Linked DNA regions of Mus musculus: all the other regions are linked to region 1. Evidence: chromatin contacts called from public HiChIP or PLAC-seq and promoter capture Hi-C data. All regions are on one chromosome and are shown on one strand. Each heading gives the region's core, a stretch centred on a gene start, on an enhancer-like site or on the middle of the called end of the contact. The rest is flanking DNA. Distances are from core to core; before and after follow the strand shown. Region 1 holds the start of Ubqln2 (ubiquilin 2). Region 2 holds the start of Usp51 (ubiquitin specific protease 51). Region 3 holds the start of Foxr2 (forkhead box R2). Region 4 has its middle 71 kb from the start of Rragb.

Region 1 (3,698 bases), core at 584-3,083:
GCTTGCAGGGCCAGTGGGTCCTATAGGCCCGATGGGGCCTATGGGGGTGAAAGGAACTATAGGGCCGATGGGCCCTATGGGAGTGACTGGGCCCACAGGGGTTATGGCGGTTCCCAGCACTCCCATCCCCACACCTGGAGCGAAGCTGGGAATGAGGCCAGGTGCTTCAGTGGCTAGAGTCTGTAGCCCCTGCTGGATCTGCATTAGCGCTTGCATCGCTCTCGGGTTTGACATGGCCGCGATGGTTTCTGGATTCTGCATCTGCTGCAGGAAATTCGGGAGCTGTGGACGCATCTGCTCCTGCAGCTGAGGATTCGAAGTGAACAGCGGGCTACTCAGCATCATCTGGGCCGCCATATCTGGATTCTGGCTCAGCGACTGCATCATGCTCCGCATGTAGGGCGCAGACAGCATATTCTGAATCAGCTGGGGATTCTCAGTTATCTGCTGCAGCAGGCTCTGCATTCCTGGGGTGCTGAAGATGCTAGCCACGTAATTAGCTGCAGCCATGGTGTTCCCGGCGGTGGTGCTGCTGGAGCTGCTGCCAGAGCCACTGCCACTGCTTGTGGTCGTGGTGGTGGTGGTGGTCGCAGCCGTCTGGGTTGTTGGCGGTGGTGCCCAAGGATTGGGCAGCGGATCACGATTCTCCGTGCGGGAGGGCTGAGTACCTTCCCCTGAGGTGGAACTGCTCCCCACCGTGGCAAACGGGTTGCCCCCAAACTGCTCCTGTGCGGCATTCAGCATAGGTTCTTGAATGTCAGTGTACATGCGCCGCAGAGCATTGTAGCCACCTGGGATGCTTTCGAGATTACTGAGAGCCAGGTCTTGATTTCGCATCATCTCTTGCATCATGGCAGGATTCCTGGCGATTTCCAGCGTCTGCCTCATTATATCTGGGTTGTTCAGTAGGTGGCTGATTTCTGGGTTTCTCTGGATCAATTGTTGCATCTGTGGATTGGCCATGATGAGCTGCCTCATCAGATCAGGATTCGAAAGCATGCTCTGAACAAAGGGATTTTCCATGATCTGGATCATCATCTCAGGGCTGGCCAGGAGCTGCTGCTGCATCTGGTTCTGAAGCTCGGTGAAGTTGGGCGAGTTCAAGCCCAGGTTACTAAGGCTGGAAAGGCTTCCCAGCCCAAAGGAGCTGCTATTCGTGGTGGTAGGTGTGGAGCTACTCCTGGGAGCCGATGATGTCGTCGCCGCCGGCGCCGCCGCCGTGGTGGTGGTCGTGGTCGTCGTGCTCGTTCCCGCAGTCGTGCTGGGCTGCGTGGTGGCCTGGCCCTGCGGACGGTTCTGGCTTTTGATAACCAGGTGAACAGTCAGTCCATCATGGATGCCATGCTGCATCAAGGTATCTTGATCTTTCAGGATCTTTCCGGCGAAAATCAGCACGAGCTGATCGGTCTGCGATTTGAAGCGTTTGGAAATCGCTTCCTTGAACTGCTGCACGGTGCTGTTCTCGGGCACCGCGAACTCCTCCTTCTCTTTGGGGGTCTTCACAGTGACTTTGATGATTTTGGGCTCGGCCGGCGGGCTGGCCGCGCCTGGGGCCGCCGCAGGGCCGCGGGAGGGGCGCGGGGGGCCGCTGCTCTCGCCGTTCTCAGCCATGGCGGCCGCGGTGACGCAGGCTCACAGGGAAGGCGCTGGCGAGCGAAGAGGGCGCGAGGGAAGGAGGTGCCGCAGCAGCGGACTGGGGCGGCCCGGCGGGCAGCGCGGATCACAGTACCTCAGAGTTGAAGGCTGCGGCTCCTCCCGGTCGTCGGCTGCGCACTCGGCTCGGCGTAGGCCTCGGCTGAGGGCTGAGAGAGCAGGTCCTGCAGGCCGTCTCCGCTGCCGCCGCCTTGTGATCTGCCCGCGCGCACTCCCAGCGACTCCTGCAGCTGCGGCGCCCGCGCTCCCGCCCCGCCCCGCCCCGCCCCGCCCCCGGCCGCGCCCCGCCCCCTGCTGACGCGGCGCCAGCCCAGCGAGCGTCTCGCGGCCGAGCGCAAAACTCCTGCCCTGCAGAGGAGGGGGGGCGGAGGGAGGGAGAGGGAGAGGGAGGGAGAAATAAACAAAGAGAGGGGGGAAGAGAAGGAAAAGGAAGGAGGCTGGAGAGAAAAGCCAGGGGACCAAGGCGAGGCGGGCGAGGCGAGGGGGGAAGGGAGGAGGCCAGGAGGAGGAAGAGGGAGGCAGCTTCTTTAGCAGCCACTGAAAGACCAATGGAGAATGTGGGTTCGCAATCTGGGAGGCAGTGAAAGGATGAAAGCCTGAATTGAACCGATCCCAGGCAAAGGACGAAAAATGAATAGTAAAGAACTCTGACAAAGCAAAAAGGGAGAATGAGCGCCCGGTTGGGGGAAGGGAAGGCATGGCGGGAGCGAGCATTTTACAAAAGAAGCCGAGAAACGGCCAACAGGCTTCTGAAAAGATGAGGCTCGCTCCTAATCAAAGGGATTCAAATAAACACAATGAGATTTTTCCTTCGGGTTTATCATATTGGCAGCGATAAAAAAAAAAAAAAGAACGTTAAACCTTGTTGACCAGGAGCCGAGAAAATGCACTCTCATGCTAGTCGTAGTATGAATTGTTGTAATGGGGCAGTTTGAAAATACAAATGGACATTTTAAGGATTTGCACCTTTGTTTAGAAAGACCTAATAATCAATTCGAAAAGTATATATAAACAACGTGGCATTTTAAAAAATAGCGTTTAGCTAGTTAAATGGGTCTGTGACAGGAATACTATGATTTTGCCATACAATAAAATAATCCCTGTGTCTAAAAGATGGTGGCTAATTCATGTAGTATTACATGTCTCTAAAAAATACATTAAATGCACTGTAGTTAGGAGAAAATAATAGACGATATTTGGGGTTATTTTTTATGGTTTTCTTAACAAATGGAAACAATACATGTGTGTAGGTGTCAGCATCAAAAAGCTTGTAGACTGTATGTGTGAAAAAAATCTGAAAGGCTATACTCCATTATGATAAAGGTAATTATTAGTAAGAGCTGAAATTGTAAATAATTCTTATTTTCTATTTTTATAAGATTGTGAATTTGATGAATAAATATGCATTGCGTTTATGATTTTTAAAAACTACAAATATTATTTTCAGACAAGAGTAAAGGTAAAAATTGACAGGCACACAATAGTCGTGGCAGAAATTAACATAATCATTATGGATTAAATAAAGAAAACAAAAAATGGAGTATTACTGTTATAGAAAACCTGAATTATAGAAGAAATTATTCTGAAATCATTTATTTCTCTTGCTTTGAACACAGAAAATCCTTTTCCCATACAAAAACCTAGAGATGATTTAACAGCATTTCAAAATCATTACGTCACAGTACCTTAATAAATCTCAGTGTAAAACAAAATACAGGGCCATTATACCCATGACTAGTACAAAAATCATTATATATGCAAGAGCTCATATAGATATAATGTACAATGAAAAGTATACTTGCTTTAAATACATATCAAAACATAATTAACTGACACACATCAAATGTAAATATCTATGGTATTTAAAACATATGTACATATGTATATAAAATATTCTATTAGCTAGAAGGGCTGGGCTGCTGCTCACTGATGGAGCACATGCGTACTGTGTGTGAAGAGACCCTGGGTTCAATTCCTAGTACTGAAAGAAAAATTAACAGAAAATAAATGTACAAGAGGCAGTCATTCTAAACATCTAGTCACAA
Region 2 (3,698 bases), core at 839-3,338, 490 kb after region 1:
GGACTTTGGTTCCCCGAGTACATAGCTTGAAAAAGTAAAGACATCTCGCAGACTAAACACAAGCTGGGGCTTGTCATCATACATTTGTGCTTATTTGAAAGGAAGAACTCTTTCAGTAGCGGAATGTGAGTAAGTACTTGGACAATACAATTCATAAAGCAAGTATTACCAAGATTAATTAATCCTCTGAAGCCTACAGTATAATACATTGTCTTTTTCCTCCTCTTTTTCTTGGGTTTTACCAAACTGGTCTCCTGATCTTTTGACTCGCAGGTTAATTGGTTTTCTTCCACCTCAGATGCCATCAACTGCTGATAAGATGCATCTCCTGTAGGGGATGATAACAGTCCCAGAATTTTTTCTTTTGTTTCTTTGGCGATCTTTTCTATATCTTTGTCATATACATAATCCCTACACATAAAGCAATATATAACCCCATGACAGAGGTCTACTGCTAAATTGTGTTGCGTTGTTTCGGCATGAATGTGAATATGTTTGTCAGTAAAGCATCCAAAAAATACACAGGACAGACAAGAGTGGAGTCTGTTCTTGTGAGTACTACATATTTGACAGATGCATGACTTTGCCTTACGTTTCCTAGTCTCCGGGGTTCCACTCCAAATGAAACGCTGATAGATCATCCGCAGGTTTCTCTGCCAGTTTTTAGCTACTTTAAAGCTCTCTACATGACAGCAGCCTGTGGGACCCTTATTAGACCCTACCTCCAGTAAACTGTTCTCTGAGCCATCTGAATCCCTAGAGGAGCCATGGTCACTAGAGTAGCTTTTCCGTGTTTGGGGTCTGGGTCCAGGCCTGGATCTACGTCTGGAATTGCGCCAGGCCACCGACCGCTGCTTGGGCAGGGGTGGAGGTGGCGGCGCTGGCGGGGGAGGCGGAGGTTTGGCGGGAGGCGGGGGTGGGGCCTTGAGCCCACGCCCTCCCCTGGAGCGGGACCTGGGCTGGGGCCGAGGGCGGGGCTTGCGGCGCGGGCAAACCGAGCTGGAGCTGGTGTGACAAGCAGCCGGGATAGAAGGGAGCACCTTCTCATAGCTGCCACTGCCCCTACTTGTTAAGTTCTCCGACGTGGGCTTGGGCTCCGGCCACAGCTCCGGCTTCATCTCCTGGGCTCCCTGTGTACCCCGCATCTCGATGCACTCTCAGCTGCCTGCTCCAGACAGGCTCCTCGACCACCTCCCGAACTCCAACAGGCGACAGAGCGGGAGGACCGGGACGCTTCTCGAACGTGGGCCATCGGCTCACTCCCAAGCCTGGGAAGAAACGCGTCTGGGAATGAGCTATGACTATGGGTGGAGGGAGACAGGAACTCGTGTGGACGGCCAGCCCGGCGTCATGGCCGCGGTGCCGTTAGCCTCAGCCCCTCCCCCTGCCGCGAGCCCCGCGCGCGGCCGCGGCTCCGCCCCTGCACCGGGGGCTCGCGTGGCGTGCCGAGCCCGAGCCCGCGGCTACCTGCTCCAAAGGCCGCCAGAACTGCTGGTACCGGGGAAGGAGGGGGGAAGGGGACTGTCCTGAGCTTTAGGGTGAAAAGGATGGCAACTCTTTTAAAAAGGCATAACCCGCTGTCTTTTCGGCGCTCTGTGCAGCCTCGCTTTGGCGCACCTTTTTCTACGTTCTTTCCTTGCATCTTTAAACCCCTCGAGTCAACAATGTATGTTAAATATGGCTGAAAGGAGGTTATCTTTGAAAAAAAACTGACTCAGTGGACGAAAGTGTCCCCTGCCTCCTTTCTTACCTATGCTTCCAGCCTCTACTCCTAAGCGCGCTTGCTGTGTGCCACGCTCGAGCGCCCTCTCTTGCTCTTTCGTGCCTGTGCCCTCACACCCCGTTTCTTGCTCCTGTCCTCTCATTTCCTAGGGTTTCCCCCAGAATTCAGACTCCCTTCACGCGTGACCACCCCCATCCACAGTACGCGACCCCCAAAGTGCATGCTCCCTCCCCGCAACCACCGCAGCTCCCCAAGCCCGCGGATTTGTAAAAAGGTCTGGGTTTGTTACCTGGGGCCCCAAGGCGCGCTTCATCTAGAAAGTCAGCTGCTGCTGCTGTCCAGGCGCTCCTCTGCCAGTCTTCTCTATGACCTCTCTTCGGGGCTGGTCACAAGGGGGCCGCCCCCTGGCCCCTCCCCTCTCCACGTATGGGCCCCCAGCCCCGGAATCAGGCCTCCAGCAGGGATGAATAGTACCGCTGTCCCCCTAGGCAGAAAAACCCCTTCTGAAAGGGATTCTACCAGAGGTAACAACAGCCACAGATTTTAGTAAAAGATCTTGGGAAGGCTCAGGCTTCATCTGGTTATGGCACTCTTAAAAAGAAAAAAAAAAAAGAAAGAAAAAAAAGAAAAAAAATAGAAAGAACGGGGGAAAAAAAAAACCCTGAAACAACAACAACAAAACTAACCAAGGTAGGGTTAGGGATTCACTAAGATGGCAAATTCTACAGTGTTCCTTCCGGAAGCTTTAAAATTAAAATCTCAAGAGTAAAGTGGAGAGGTTATTATTTCTGAGTGTTGGGGAGAGGAAAAATACGCATATGATTCAGGATAAAATAGACCTCAGCCCAGCAACATGCTGTTCCTACAGGGATAAACTGTAAACACTTAGAGCTCATCGGTCAAAGGTGAAAGATCCTAAGATGTTTACACAGAGTGGCAACATATACTTTTGGTCACCCCTTATATTAGTAACCCTAGTATTGGGTGTTCAGGTTAAAATCACTAAGTAGCACATTGCAGGGCGTCAGCACACTTAAGAACAATGCTATGGGTGAATGTGTAAACCCGGAAGAGGGTGATCGGCCTCACAGAGATCTTTCCAGAACTCAGAAATATTTTATCAAGTTCTCTCCACATATACCCACATACAGTGGCACAAAAATTGTGGGAGAAGTATGCAAATAAAAAAGACTGGAATCAGGAAAATATATATCTAAATATTTGCCACATTGTTTCAGAATCAGTTAAAAAATTCTTCCTACTGAAATCTATCACACTTCCCTATTCCAACCTGGGTCTCCACTCCTAGAGTTATCTCAATGCATTCAGGAAACCAACCCAAAGAGAAGATAGCAGCCACAGCTGGCCTGACACTTATTATGGGAACAGTATGATCAATCCCAAGTTGAATAACTAAAAACCATGGTTCAGTAGTATGAATGGGGAGCCCAAAGGGACACATTCCACCCACTTCCCAGACTTTTTGTCTGTATCCAAGGAATGTGAACATTACAAACAGAGGCTTCAGATTGACATATCACAGACACATTCTAAAACAGCAGTGACTCAAACAAGGGAAGCAGGAAGATGGTCAAAAATTTAAATAATGTAACTGTCTAACTGTAATTTGGAGTGATCAAACCAAACTTGTAGAATAATAAAACATACAAAATGACGACATTTCAGCAGTAGGCTGCTTTCAGGACCTATAGTCCTCCATCTCTCTGCCTCTCTGCATCTCTTTCTCTCTGTTTCTTTGGCTCTGCCTCTGTCTTACTCTTTCTCCTGTGTGTGAGTAGGAGGGAGAGAGAGACAGAGAGACAGAGACAGAGAGAGAGAGAGAGAGAGAGAGAGAGAGTGTTAAAACAGAGTGAAGTCTCTCTCAGCATTAACCTTTGCTTGCACACTGCTCTTATCCAGGCCACTTTGACTGATTCCTTGCATCACTCATTGGAGACTCCAGCAAATTAACATC
Region 3 (3,698 bases), core at 404-2,903, 380 kb after region 1:
TTTAATAGCCTTTATCATGTACATTTAGTCTTCTGAGTAGAGGGGGGCTTTCTTTTCTAGTCCAGTGTATTTGGGGTTTTGTATGCTTCTTGTAAAGCATATAGGCATTTCTTCCTTTAGGCTAGGAAAAATTTTCTTATATTATCTTGTTGATAACATTTGCTGTGACTTTCATCAGGATGCTCCTCCTCCCTCTAGTCCTATTATTCTGAGATTTGGTGTTGTAGTGTCCCAGATTTCCTGAATTTGTGCCAGGAGTTTGTGATATTTAATATTTTCTTTGGTCAATATATCTATTCTTTTTTCTATCCTGTCTTCAATGCCTGGGATTCACTCTTTCATTTCTTGTATTCTGTTGGCAAAGCTTCTTTCTCAGGTTCCTAAATTCAAGGTCCTCAATTTTTAATTTCCAGATTTCTCAGTTTGGGTTTTCTTTATTGACTCTTTTTTCCTCATTTGGGTCTTGAGGTGTTGTTTTAGTCATTTCTTTTCGCTGCTCGGTTTTCATAGATTTTTAGAGGGGATTTATTCATTTCGTCTTTAAAGACCTCTATCATATTCATAAAGGCTGTTTTAATGTCTTTTTCCTGAGCTTCAGCTATGTTGGAATATTCAGAGCCTGCTGTGGCAGGGTAGCTGGGCTCTAGTGGAGACACACTGTCCTGGCTGTTATTGAGTGTGTGTGTGTGTGTGTGTGTGTGTGTGTGTGTGTGTGTGTGTGTGTGTCTGTTTTCTAGGTCTAGGCCCCTGGAATTGGGAACATCTTAATTCTAGATGCTGATATCTGGTCTTGTCTTTCTGGTTCTTAAAAAACTGCTGTGCCTGTGTAGGAAATTCTCCTGTGGTCTTGATAGATTTGGCCACTGGAGCTTCCAATTAAAATCTGTTTCTGGGTATTGGGAGCTGACATGTAGAAATGGAGATGGGCTAGAGGAGGTGAGGGGGGGTCCACAGGAGGGAGGAAATCAGGGTGTACTACCAGTATCTGCTTAGTCCCCTGGGACTGGGGGCAGAGAGTGAGGAGAGGTCACAGCCGAAGGTCTGCTACAGATCTGGGGATGAAACTGGGGGTTGGACTTGGAGGAATGGAGGGAGAGGTGGAGGTCTGGAGTCAGCTTATTTGTTTCCCTGGTCTGAGTAGCCATTGAATTCCTAGGGAGTGCCTGCAGGTGTTGGGGGCTGGGACAAAAGAATGAATGGGTGGAGAGGTTAGGAGGGCAAGACCTGGTGATCCACTGGTGATGGGGCAGAGGGGGAAGGGAGGCTGCAGCAGGTGTTCTGCTACAGAGCTGAGGATGTGACCAGGGGGTTGGATTTGGAGGAACAGGGCTAGAGGTGAAGTTAGCCTACCTGCTTCCTTGGCCAGAGTAGTGGGAGCATTCCCAGGGAGTGCCAGCTGGAGTCAGACGCTGGGATAAAGCAATGACTGGGGAGAGAGAATAGGAAGCGAAGATCAGTGGGATCCATTGGAGATGGAGGCAGAGGGGGAAGGGAAGCTGCAGCAGGTGGTCTGCTGCAGAGTTGGGGATGAGACTGAAGGATTGGATTTCGAGGAGCAGAGAGAGAGGTGAAGATCTGCAGTCAGCCTACCTGCTTGCCTGGCAGGAATGAATGGCCTTTGGGTTCCCAGGGAGTGCCTGCTGGAGTTGGGGTCTGCAATAAAGCAATGAGTAAGGGAAGGACGTTAGGAGGGGAAGATCTGTGCCATCCAAAGGAGGTGGGGGGCGGGGAGGGAAGGGAGGCCTCAGCAGGTGCTCTGCTGCAGAGTTAGAGATGAGACTGGGGGGTGGGGGGGGGAGGTGAGGGGTTGGCTGTGGAGGAGAGCAGGGATAGGTGAAGAGCTGCCAGTCAGCTTACCTGTTTCCCTGGTAGAAGTGACCCGTGGATTCCCAAGGAGAGTCTGCTGGAGTTGGGGGCTGGGATAAGCATTGTCTGGGGGATGGGAGGCTAGCAGCAGGTGTTCTGCTGTTGGGCTGGGGAATGAGAGGGGGAATTGGATTTGGAGAAACGGAGGGAGAGGTGAAGATCTGCAGTTAGCCTATCTGCTTCCCTGGAAGTAGTAGCCTCTGAGTTCCTGGGGAATGCCTGAAAGAGTTATTTTCTGACTCCCAAATGTACAATATGTACAAGTGTGCACATGCATGCGTATACAATAAATAAACACTCCTCCCCCCCCCATTGGTAAATGAAAACGTCATAGTCAAAGAAGAGATCAATGAACTGTACATATCCGCAGTCAAAGACTCAGTCAACATAAAGCAGGAATCATAACAATATAGAAGCACAGTCAAGAGAAATGGGGAATATACTGAGATTTACATAACATTCCTCTATAACTTAAAAGAATTAACCTATAATTCTCTAGATTTGAATAATGACATTTGGTACATTTTCATACCAAAAACTAACAGCATAAAACTCATAGATGCAGTGAGTAAAAACCTCATAACATGAAGGAAAAAAAAATATAGGGAAAGGCTAATATAGGGGCGTGCTGGTCTTTGGAATTTCCGAAAGGCCAGATACATTCTATTCCTGACATGTTATTTATCTAAAATAATCTCTCAATATTTACAGGATTGTTTCAAATGCACTACATCACAATGATGAACAAATTTTGTTCCCCTGCCAGTAGAATCTGGACTTCAGAGAAGTGTCCTTAATTAAAAAGAAGACAACAAATTCTACTCTTCTGCAACAGTGAAACAATAGTAAATACTGATGCAGAGGCTGTGTGTCAGAAGCAGGCTAATCAATGATGTTAAGACTTTATTTGATAAAGTCAGAGTGCTGGCATAAAGCTACTGGTTTGTTTTACAATGACTGTAGTGATGATACCAGAGGCTGTAGCTGTCTGTGATGCAAACTTGCTGTATAATTTAGATAACTTGAAAATCCCAATACTTCTTTTCTTTGAGAAATTTTCTCAGTAGTTCATATGAACTCTACTGAGACCTTCCTACAGTATGATGGCTGAATACTTGACTCTACTCCCAGAAGGTACTGAGACCTCTATGCAGGACACTTACTACAAGGTAGCATTGCCTTCTTACACATTTAAAATTAGAAATAATACATATATAATACATGGAATGTACATATTCAGTTTAAGTTTGACAAATGGATGCATATATGGAAACGTCATCCAGAATAACTTTTAGAACATTTGTTCAACCATAGAGGATTTTTTAAATTCTCTTTGTAGTCTCTGTTCACTCATCCTTGAAGGTTATTTCTAGCTTTTATTGCTGTAGATTTTTTGTGCCTTATTTTTAAAAATTATACAGTAATAACAATAAACAATAAAAATAATCTTATGAAACAGTTGAGGATTAAAAATCCTTTTTGTTAAGGACCATCAGTTAGACAGGGGAATGCAATAATGGGTGCTAAAAATATTTTAAATATTGAAATAAGATAACTTAGATCTTTGTATTCTCTAAATTAGTCAAGTGAGAGGACAAAATAAAGACCATGTTAGAGGTTCCTTAGAGACCATCACTACATGCAAAGGTATACAATTAATTTTTAGCCATAAGAAAAGACAGAGAAAACAGATGAAAAGAGACAATTAGCAAATTATGTGTAATATTTTGTGTTCAAAATGGGAAAATATAAAAATATCTAAATAATACTGACGAATTAAAATGGTTGGTTCAAGGATAGAGAGGACTCTGCTATAGCTAATGGGACAGAAT
Region 4 (3,698 bases), core at 576-3,075, 290 kb after region 1:
CAGAATGTAGCACACATTCACAATGAAAATCAGGAAAGGGAAGAAAGACAGAAACCTAGCAAGGGATGTGTAAGACTTCAGTACTAAATACTAAAGCAGCATGACCAGGGTACCCTTTCCTTTCCTTTCCTTGGATTTATTTTTTCATTCAGAATGAAATGTCAGGATGCTTACATTAGAGAGGACCAGCATGAGGCAGGAACAAATATAACAGCCCTGACTGTATGTTATACACAAGGAGTGTAGTCAATAAGGCTACACTTTTCGAGTCAAGAGGACACAGACTATCCACAGGGAAACAACAGAGAGCACATGAAGCCCCTGGTGATGCTTCCACTTCAGTGATGAGACCACTCATTGCTGGAATAAAGAATTCAAATTACTGATAGTGTGTTAAAGGAAATCAAGGAAAATTCAAGAACAAAAAGAGAAAAGTCCACTTTTCATGAGGCCTAGCAATCCACCTATAAGGGATTTATGTAAAGCATAAAGGTGTCAAAGCTCCTTCTGTCTGCCTGGGAGTTCTTTCAAAGATAACAACCACTTCTTAGGAGACATTAAGGTTCCCTGCGGCCCTAGACTCCTTGCTCATCCCATGGACATCAAGTTCAAGACCTGTGCTACTTAGGTTTTGTCAACTAGAGTCACTTGGGGAGAGACTCTACTGAGAAATGGCATCCATTGTATTGACTTTGGGCATGTCTCTGGGGGCATTTTCTTAGTTAAAGATTGATATGGGAAGGCCCAGCCCACTGTGGCCAGTGACATCCTTGGGAAGGTGGCCCTGGAGAGGAATCTTATATGCCAGTAAGAAGCATTCCTCCATGGCCTCTGCTTCAGTTTCTACCCCAGCTTTCTGCCTTGACTTCCCTCTATGAAGGATTGGAAAGCCATTCCTCTTCAAAAACCAAAGTTGGCCAAAACTTCACCTCAGAGCAACAGGGCATGATTTTTCAAGAAGACAGTGAGAAAAACACAAGTAAGAAAAGCCACACTGAGAGAGCTGCATCGAAGAAGCACAGAGGCTGGGGTGCATGTGTTAGAGCAAGAATGCCTTTAATCCCAGCACTCGGGAGGCAGAGGCAGGCGGATTTCTGAGTTCAAGGCCAGTCTGGTCTACAAAGTAAGTTCCAGGACAGCCAGGGCTATACAGAGAAACCCTGTCTCGAAAAAAAAAAAAAAAAAAAAAAAAAGAATGTCTTCTGAGGGAGAATGGAATGAGGAATTACTGAGAGGCTGGTGTGTGATAAGATCTCATTGGAAGAATGTAAAAGCTAAAGCAAAAGCCTACTGAGCACAAACACTGTGCTCCAACATTATGACCAGTCCCATTAATTTGTAGTTCCCTGAGACATTAAATGTTTTATAAGCTAACCAGGTAAAGCAGTAAATGGAAGACCATATCTTTGAGCCAACCATGTGATTGCAGCTCAAAGTTGTCTGTCTTAGCTACAGGATCTTCTCTATGTCACTACCAGTATATTATAGACCTCTAGCCCAGTAGTTCTTAACCTGTGGATCACGATCCCTTGGGCTCTTTCACAGGAGTCATCAAAGATAATCGGGCAACACAGATTTTTACATTATTGATAACAGTAACAAAAATACAGTTATGAAGTAGCCACCAAAATAATTTTATTGTTGATGGTCACTGAACATGAGGAATTGATCTCTCTCCCAGAAGTCTGGAGCTGCTCTCCCTCCCAGAAACCAGGCCCTGATCCCTGCTGTCTGCTGTGACCTTGCACTCTGACAGACCTGAGTTCTCTCCCTCCCACTCCTTGCAGCTGCAGGCAAGGTCACTCTTCCTTCCCACAGCTAAAACCCAAAACAACCTCCAATTGTAATTCTCTCTTAACTGGAGGCACCTTCCTGACTTCTAGCATGCAAACTAGGTATGGAACTCCTCCCACCGAAAACCTAAGTGAACAAGATACTCCCTTTGTTTTTGCAAATGAAAAGTCAATGTATTTCCCCTTAAAAGCTGATTGTAGGGGCTGGGGAGATGGCTCAGTGGTTAAGAGCACTAACTGCTCTTCTGAAGTTCCTGAGTTGAAATCCCACAACCACATGGAAATCCCACAACCACATGGTGGCTCACAACCACCCGTAATGAGATCTGACGCCCTCTTCTGGTGTGTCTGAAGTGTACTTACATATACTAATAAATAAAACTTAAAAAAGAAAAGGAAAAAGCCAGGCGTGGTGGTGACGCCTTTAAAAAAATTATGTTAATTTTCCTAATCCTTGGGAAAGAAGGTCCTTTTCTTCCTTCCTTCCTTCCTTCCTACCTTTCTTCCTTCCTTTCTTTCTTTCTTTTTCTTTTTCCTTTTTTGGTTTTTCGAGATAGGGTTTCTCTGTGTAGCCCTGGCTGTCCTGGAAATCACTCTGTAGACCAGGCTGGCCTCGAACTCAGAAATCCGCCTGCCTCTGCCTCCCAAATGCTGGGACTAAAGGTGTGCACCACCATGCCCGGAGGGATGAACCTTTTCTTTCAGGATGTTAACAGTATATCTTCGGTGGCTATCTCCTAATGAAGCTCTTCCTCCCACCAGAAAGCACACTCTCAGATTCAGTTGCTTGGGGCCTTGATATTATCATTTATTTCCTCCTAGTAAAATCCATCTGAAGTATAAATTCATCTCAGCTTCTATTGGGCAACAAGACTTCTCCAGGAGGAGATGCAAGCAACACACACACACACACACACACACACACACACACACACACACACATCTACTCCACTCCAGATAGGAAACCCATGACAGACCAAAGTATGGATACTAACTACTAAAGTAAAACTTAGTAAGCAGTCAATTTTATTGGGCTTGCTTATAGGAGGATTATGGGTGAGGGGTTCCTTTTACGAACAGAAATGACTCAAAGAGAGCTACATCTACAAAGCTAAGTGCAGCATGAATGACTGACCACTCGTGAAAGCTGGAAGAATGGAGCACACTGCACAGCCTGTAGGCAGTTCAAAAGACTAGAAAGGGTCCTTTTCCCGGAGCCTCAAAGTCTTATAGGCAGCTCCACTGGTTTTTACTTTTTTTTTTTTTTTTTTTTTTTTTTTAAGGCAGCTGGGCTGGTCTCAGAGTACCTTTTGCAACTTGGGTTGTCTGAGAGTCTTTGCAAATTGGCTATGCTGTATCTGAGGGGAACTCTTGGCTTGTGTTGCTTACTGTGGGTGGAGGGCCCTAATAAATCTGGTCGGTTTCATGGACTTCCTGAAGCTATTTTGAGTTGCTTACCTTCTGCCTTAAGGATCCTCCTGCGAGCTGGACTGTTTTAATCCTTGAGGAAACTGTTATATAAAAGCTTTCTTTTAATGAATCTGCCTTCTATAAATTACAGCAACTATAATTCTCTAGTTCATTATTCCTATGTTGTAGGGAGGGATATGTGGAAGGAAGGGTGCTACTGTGTAAATTTTCCTGGAGATACCGTGAGCAAATATCTATTTGTCCCAGATAGAGAATTGAGGCAAGATGGAAGAAACCCTCTCTAGTCTGAATCAACGAACCACTAAATGTATTGAAGTTACTTACAGAAGAATGAGTGAGGGTTACAGGAGGATAGGTGACCCAAAGGCAGTTCAGCCACCAAAAAGCTCATCCAGGTCTGGTTGATAGCTCACAAATCTATATCCTTGGAGCTCCCAGCAGAACTTGCAATGTTCTCCACCAAAGAAGCATTTC

What was found. Promoter capture Hi-C pulls out the DNA fragments that hold promoters and counts their contacts. HiChIP or PLAC-seq counts read pairs in DNA pulled down with a chosen protein or histone mark.
Region 2: a contact with region 1 is called in a promoter capture Hi-C map of pre-B cells. The contact joins the promoter of Usp51 here to the promoter of Ubqln2 in region 1. A contact is called at or near these places in 5 of 39 promoter capture datasets (cranial neural crest, frontonasal cranial neural crest, hippocampal neurons and 2 more) and 1 of 115 datasets of contacts at active chromatin or transcription factors (astrocytes).
Region 3: an H3K27ac HiChIP or PLAC-seq map of embryonic stem cells shows a contact between it and region 1, with 4 times the contacts expected there. The contact joins the promoter of Foxr2 here to the promoter of Ubqln2 in region 1. A contact is called at or near these places in 1 of 39 promoter capture datasets (HPC-7-derived erythroid cells) and 1 of 115 datasets of contacts at active chromatin or transcription factors (embryonic stem cells).
Region 4: an H3K27ac HiChIP or PLAC-seq map of embryonic stem cells shows a contact between it and region 1, with 2.9 times the contacts expected there. The contact joins the enhancer-like site here to the promoter of Ubqln2 in region 1. A contact is called at or near these places in 7 of 39 promoter capture datasets (the C10 cell line, the HPC-7 cell line, HPC-7-derived erythroid cells and 3 more), 2 of 484 Hi-C or Micro-C datasets (both in embryonic stem cells) and 4 of 115 datasets of contacts at active chromatin or transcription factors (all in embryonic stem cells).

Annotation. Positions count from the first base shown.
Region 1 is chrX:153,496,367-153,500,064 of GRCm38.p6, reverse strand. It overlaps Ubqln2 (ubiquilin 2), which reads right to left and starts at 1,833. Exons shown (of 1, transcript NM_018798.2): 1 at 1-1,833. The coding sequence starts at 1,611.
Region 2 is chrX:153,004,859-153,008,556 of GRCm38.p6, reverse strand. Usp51 (ubiquitin specific protease 51) reads right to left here and starts at 2,088. Exons shown (of 2, transcript NM_001137547.1): 1 at 2,013-2,088; 2 at 1-1,268. The coding sequence starts at 1,145.
Region 3 is chrX:153,116,743-153,120,440 of GRCm38.p6, reverse strand. It overlaps Foxr2 (forkhead box R2), which reads right to left and starts at 1,653. Exons shown (of 4, transcript NM_001034894.3): 1 at 1,591-1,653; 2 at 1,351-1,426.
Region 4 is chrX:153,209,463-153,213,160 of GRCm38.p6, reverse strand. No RefSeq gene overlaps it. Among named protein-coding and RNA genes, the nearest start is that of Rragb, 71 kb to the right of the region's middle. Within about 2 kb of position 1,825, at least 11 of the 459 cell types and tissues checked have an H3K27ac peak or open chromatin away from gene starts, as enhancers often do. A contact at or near this core is called in embryonic stem cells, where this site is marked.